Linked DNA regions of Macaca mulatta: region 1 is linked to region 2. The links are chromatin contacts, called in public Hi-C maps. All regions are on one chromosome and are shown on one strand. The core of a region is the stretch at or near the end of the contact, and the rest is flanking DNA. Distances in the headings are between cores, read along the strand shown.

Region 1 (2,700 bases), core at 101-2,600, 60 kb after region 2:
CTACCGGGAAGAACCGGCTCGGGTCGGAGGGCTGCACGGAGGACCACACGGACGCCTGCGGGCCCGCCCCTTCCGCTTCACGACGTTCGGCCTGCGTCTGGAACTGGAATGGCCTAGCCCAAAGCCAGATAACAGGTAGATTGTTTTTCCGACAGATTATCAAACGATCCATTATTGCACTCTTTCAAAATTTGATTATCAGACGTACCCATTCTTTTTTTTTTTCCTCCGGAAAGATGAGATGTACTCATTCTTGAAAATACCCCCCGGGCTTGCCTTCTGCACACTTCTTTCCCTCCCTGTCTCACGCCATGGTAGCGTCCGCCTAGGTTGCAGGCGACCCGCGGGGTGGGGCACACCATTCAAAGAAGGGGAGGGATTGAGGTTTGCATCAAAACAAATACCCCTGCCTTTGCAAAGGCCATAACCAAGTAATCCAGAAAAAAAAAGTGCGGGCGGAGAATAGCAGCCTCCCTCTGCAAGTAAAAGGAACCGGCCTAAAGGACATTTTTTCTCTCTCTCCTCCCCTCTCATCGGGTGAATAGTGAGCTGCTCCGGCAAAAAGAAACCGGAAATGCTGCTGCCACAAGCAGAAATGTAAATGTGGAGCCAAACAATAACAGGGCTGCCGGCCCTCTCAGATTGAGATGGTCCTCCTCGGCCTGGCGGGCAAACCCCTCGTTTAGCATTTCTCACTTCCACGACTGACAGCCTTCAATTGGATTTTCTCCATCTAGCGGAGCCAAGGGCTGGCTGGAAAGATCGCTGCAGGAAGGACAAAGGTCCGGAAGTTGTGGGACCTTAGCAGCTTGGGCTCCCCGGATCACCTCCAAATGATCATTTCGGAATGGAGCCCGAGGTTTCACTAGAATGCCATGGGCTCCAAAATATACAGCCATGAGTTCTCAATGTTTCGAGATCCAAAAGTCTCAGATCTCAATGCTTTGTGCATCTTCTATTTCAGGGATTCCCTACGCCTAGCAACGGGTAGATGGGCAAAGGAGTACCCTTTAGGCCGGCTCAAGGTTCCCCAAAGCTCCACTTCTCTGCCTAGGCGTTCAACTTTGAGTTCGGATGGTCCTAACATCCCCACCATCTACACCCAGGTCTCCCAACAATGCAACTCCTATGTTGATCCCTCTAGCCAAGCTTCCATCCCACTCACCCCCAAACTCGCTAAGTCCCCACTGCCCCACCCCCAGCCCCAGCGATTCTCCCGAGCTGAAAATACACGGAGCCGATAGCCCGTGACTCAGAGAGGACTCATCAAGTTCAGTCAGGAGCTTACCCAATCCTCAGGGAAGCGTGTCACCGTCTTGGAAAGCACGCTCCCAGCCCGGACGCCAAGTGTTCCCGGAGCCCCGCAGCTACCTGCTGCCTGGATGGTGGCTCTAGACTTTTGAGAAGCTCAAAACTTTTAGCGCCAGTCGAGCACATGGGAGGGGAAAACCCCAATCCCATCAACCCCTGCGAGGCTCCTGGCACAAAGCTGGACAGTCGCCATGACAAGTAAGGGCAAGTAATCCGCCCGCTGGAGGAAGCAAAGGAAATGGAATTGGGGAGGAGGGTGCAGAGAGAGTCAGGATTCTCGCCGAACTGGTGCCGTAGATACTAACATTTTGGGGTGGAAAATTCTACAAGCCAGAGCTGTGAGGGCAGAATTGGTGGAAACCATTTTGGAGGAATCCTGCGCTGTGTCAAATATGAAGGGAAGAAAGCTTTTGCGTTTGCTCTCAGCTGGATCCTTTCTTTTCAACAGCTAAAATGTCATTTTTTAGGAAGGCTTTCCTTAATATCTCACGCTAACGTTTTCTCCCACATACTTTGTATCACACCATCTTGTTTAATCTTCACAATACTTATCACTCTGAAAATATTTGTTAATTGCTTTCAGTACATGGAAACGTAAGCTTTATGAGGATATAGAATTTTTCTACTATCTTATTTATTGTTGTATTCCTCAGTGCCTATATCAGTCCTGGGTAGCAAGTAAGAGCTCGATAATAAATACTTTTTGAATGAAGGAAGAGAGAAAGGTCTGGAGCCTGGAGAACGAGATGAAAAGAGGTGCAAGACCTGCAGCGCCCTCTGCAGGCGGCGGGGGATGGTGCAGGTGCTTTAAGAATTACCGCGGGACTCGGTAGGGGGAGCGCAGGCGCTTCTCCCCAAGATAGAAGAGTTTAGACTACAACTCCCAGCAGCCACGAGAAGCCCTAGGGCTTGATGGGAACGGGAAACCTTATAACCTTTCACGTCCCGGCTCCGCGGGTTCCGTGGGTCGCCCGCGAAATCTGATCCGGGATGCAGCGGCCCAATCGGAAGGTGGGCCCAAATCCCGCGACAGCAAGAGGCTCGTAGCGACCTGCGGTGCTAAGGAACGCAGTGCTTTCAAAATTGGCGTCCGCTGTTCGCCTCTCCTCCCGGGAGTCTTCTACCTCCTCCCAGAAGAGGAGGGAAGCACAGGTGGGTTTCATTAGCTCTGCATCGGATCCCTGAGAACTTCGAAGCCATCCTGGCTGAGGCTAATGTCCGCTGTGCTTCCTCTGCAGTATGAAGACTTTGGAGACTCAACCGTTAGCTCCGGACTGCTGTCCCTCAGACCAGGATCCAGCTCCGGCCCATCCTTCTCCCCACGCTTCCCCGATGGATAAAAATGCGGACCCTGAACTGATGCCACCGCCTCTCGAAAGGGAGGATCCG
Region 2 (2,864 bases), core at 215-2,714:
GTTTCTGAAGAGTGCTTGAGCTGGTGGGGAAGGAGAAACTCAAGAGAGAGATCCCCCTGGGGATGGTGTCACTTTCCTGCCAACTTTCTCATCGCCTCTCCTTCAAAGCGGAAGAAGTGCCAGCCCTCAGCTTCCGTCAGATCTTGGGCTCCTAGGGCCTTGTACAAGTCCATGGCCCTCTGGTTCCAGTCCAGGACAGCCAGGCGGAATTGGGAGCAGCCCTTATCCAAGGCCACCTGTGGGAGAAAACATCACTAACTTTTCTGGGGTCAAAAAAGGAAAAGGTTTTCTCCCTCCCTCATTCAACCCGGGTCCTCCCCCTCCATATACCCTTGCTTCTTTAGGTCCTCACTTGTCACCCCCACCCTCTCCTCACCTCAGCCACCTTTTTGATTATTTTGGAACCAATCCCTTGACCTGTTATGGAGAGAAAGAGGCAAAAAATATCTATTGTTTGAGCTGAAGGGAATCAGAAAAGGACACAGGCTGGGATCTGGGGACTGGGGATGATGGTGGGGTGTGTGGGGTGCTTCGTTCCCACTCCCGCCTCAGCTTCTGCCCAGTACCCCGATATTCCGGCATCACATAGATATCCTCCAGATAAATGGTGCGTCCCTTCCATGTACTGTAGATGAAGTAGTATATTCCATAGCCCACCACGCAGGGCCCTGAGAGAGAGAAAAGAGGAGTACGGCTTCTGGGAGCCTGTGGGGAGACCTCTGAGGCCGGCTGGAGAGGTGGACTTCTAAGGCCCAGCTGCTCTTACCCAGTAGCTCCCCGGACGCTGGAAGAATCTCTGCTACCAAACAGTGATAGAAAGGATTCTCTCCAAAGCCATCTGCTCTCAGGGCTGCCGAGATTGGAGTTGTGACAAAGAGATAGAGAAAGAGGACCTGGGTCTATGCCCAGCCTGGAGCTGTCGCCTGGGGAACCCATCCCTCATTTCCTCCCCAGCCTCCGCCAGAACCTGGGCGCTGAGTCCCCACCTTCTTCACTGATCTTCACCTGATCCGAGAGGTTTTCGAACTCGGCTAGTTCCTAAGGCGTGAGTACGGAGGCTGGATTTGGGCAGAAGGGCCCCGCTGCTCCCCGAGCAGGGTCCCAAGGCGAGCCCCTCCCCCCGCCCCCGCCTCCTGCGCCCCCGCTCTGGCCGCGTCACTCTGACCCCCTGGTTTCCGGCCTTCTCCCCTCTCCCCTCTCTCCTCTCTTCACCCGAATCAGCCTCAGGATATCTCCACAGTCTCCCCCCTTGGCCTCTCGGATCCGCACGGAAGCCATCCGGATCCCCACTGTCTAGGACCAAAGTCTCACAGCCCCGCAAACGGCAACAAGACCCTTTAAAGGGCCTACAAGCTTGGATCCTGAAGAGCCTGGGAGAGCGGGGTGGCGGGAGTGGCCGGGACGGCGGGGTAGCAGCAGCCTGCGAAGTGGGGCTGGGATTCCGGTGCCGTCAGGACGGAGAGAGTGGGCCAGCGAGGAGGTCCTCACTGCGGGGCAAAGCCCCACCCCCTCGAATTCTGTCGCAGCAGGGGGCACAACCGTCAGCCAATCAGCTTGGAGAACAGGCGCAGCCCCGCCCCCCCCAAGTCCCACCCCCGACAGCTGGATCTTGTGACTGGGCCCCTGGGTAGAGGTCAAGGTTGGAGTGTGGCGGCTTCCTTGAGGTTGTGTGGGTGTCCCAACCTCGATCGAGTTACCCTGCGGTTCAAAGGCTCCCCGGCAGTGCTTTTTAAATTGACGTATGTGGTGATAACCTGCTTTAGCCTCAGGCTCACTCACCCCCCCAGACCCTGGGTAAGCCTTAAGACCCTCAGCTCTGAAAGCTGTTTCCTGCAGCTCTTGAGTAGGATGAAGTGTTACCTCTTGAGGACATATGCATTTTTAAAAATGTTTTGTTTATTTATTTATTCGTTCGTTTGTTTGTTTTTGGAGATCGAGTCTTGCTTTGTTTCCCAGGCTGGAGTGTAGTGGCGCGATCTCTGCTCACTGCAGCCTCTACCTCCCGAGTTCAAGCGATTCTCCTGCCTTAGTCTCTGGAGTAGCTGGGACTACAGTCGCGCACCGGCACTCCCGGCTAATTTTTTTTTTTTTTCGAGACGGTCTCACACTGTTGCCCAAGTAACACAGTGGCCTGATCATAGCTCATTATAGCCGTAACTTCCCGGGCTCAAGCGATCCTCTTCCCCTCAGCCTCCTGAGTAGCTAGGACCACAGGTGTGCACCACTATGCCTGGCTAATTTTTTTTTTTTTTTTTTTTTGGTAGATACGGGATCACGCCATGTTGCCCAGGTTGGTCTTAAACTCCTGGCCTCAAGCAATCCTCCCACCTCAGCCTCCCAAAGTGTCAGGATTATAGGCATGAGCCACTGCGCCTGGCCTCCCAGCACCCCTTGCAATGCCAACACGAGGTGGCAACTTGTTCTGTCGGCTGAGGGATGAGCCTGCCTCAGTCTTGGATCTGGTACAGCTCAGTTCAGACATTTGAGGTCTTTGCCTGGGTCCCAAATATGACCCACAAGGTTGTCCCTTGCTCTTCTTTTCCCTATATTCCACAGGGCAGAGCCAAGACTCCAGCCCACTGAGGGTAAAGGTCATCTTGGGCCCACCCATTCCCCAAGGAGTAACTTCTGCTGACCAGAACACTCATGAAGGGTCTTGGAGTGGCTGAGGCTTATCACCTTATCGACCCAACACCACGTCAGGTCATGCAATTCTTATTTTTCACCCTCAAGAAGGAAGAAAGGTCTCTCCCTCAATTCTACTCTTCCAGTACTTGAGGATAGGCACCCCCAACCCTCCTTCCTCCAGGGAAACCTCAGCGTCAGTGTTTGTGGAAATAGTTTCTGAAGAGTGCTTGAGCTGG

What was found. A called contact is a pair of places that touch in the nucleus more often than the background predicts.
Region 1: a contact with region 2 is called in a Hi-C map of cortical neurons, with 2.4 times the contacts expected there. The contact joins the promoter of TP53 here to the promoter of SAT2 in region 2. A contact is called at or near these places in 3 of 14 Hi-C or Micro-C datasets (cortical neurons, fibroblasts and liver).

Annotation. Positions count from the first base shown.
Region 1 is chr16:9,178,298-9,180,997 of T2T-MMU8v2.0, forward strand. TP53 (tumor protein p53) reads right to left here and starts at 1,351. Exons shown (of 11, transcript NM_001047151.2): 1 at 1,289-1,351. It overlaps WRAP53 (WD repeat containing antisense to TP53), which reads left to right and starts at 2,247. Exons shown (of 11, transcript NM_001260926.1): 1 at 2,247-2,463; 2 at 2,550-2,700. The coding sequence starts at 2,551.
Region 2 is chr16:9,118,141-9,121,004 of T2T-MMU8v2.0, forward strand. It overlaps SAT2 (spermidine/spermine N1-acetyltransferase family member 2), which reads right to left and starts at 1,465. Exons shown (of 6, transcript NM_001194477.1): 1 at 1,213-1,465; 2 at 987-1,038; 3 at 767-850; 4 at 567-668; 5 at 377-417; 6 at 1-236. The coding sequence starts at 1,278. The coding sequence ends at 69. The region is part of intron 1 of SHBG (sex hormone binding globulin); the gene reads left to right.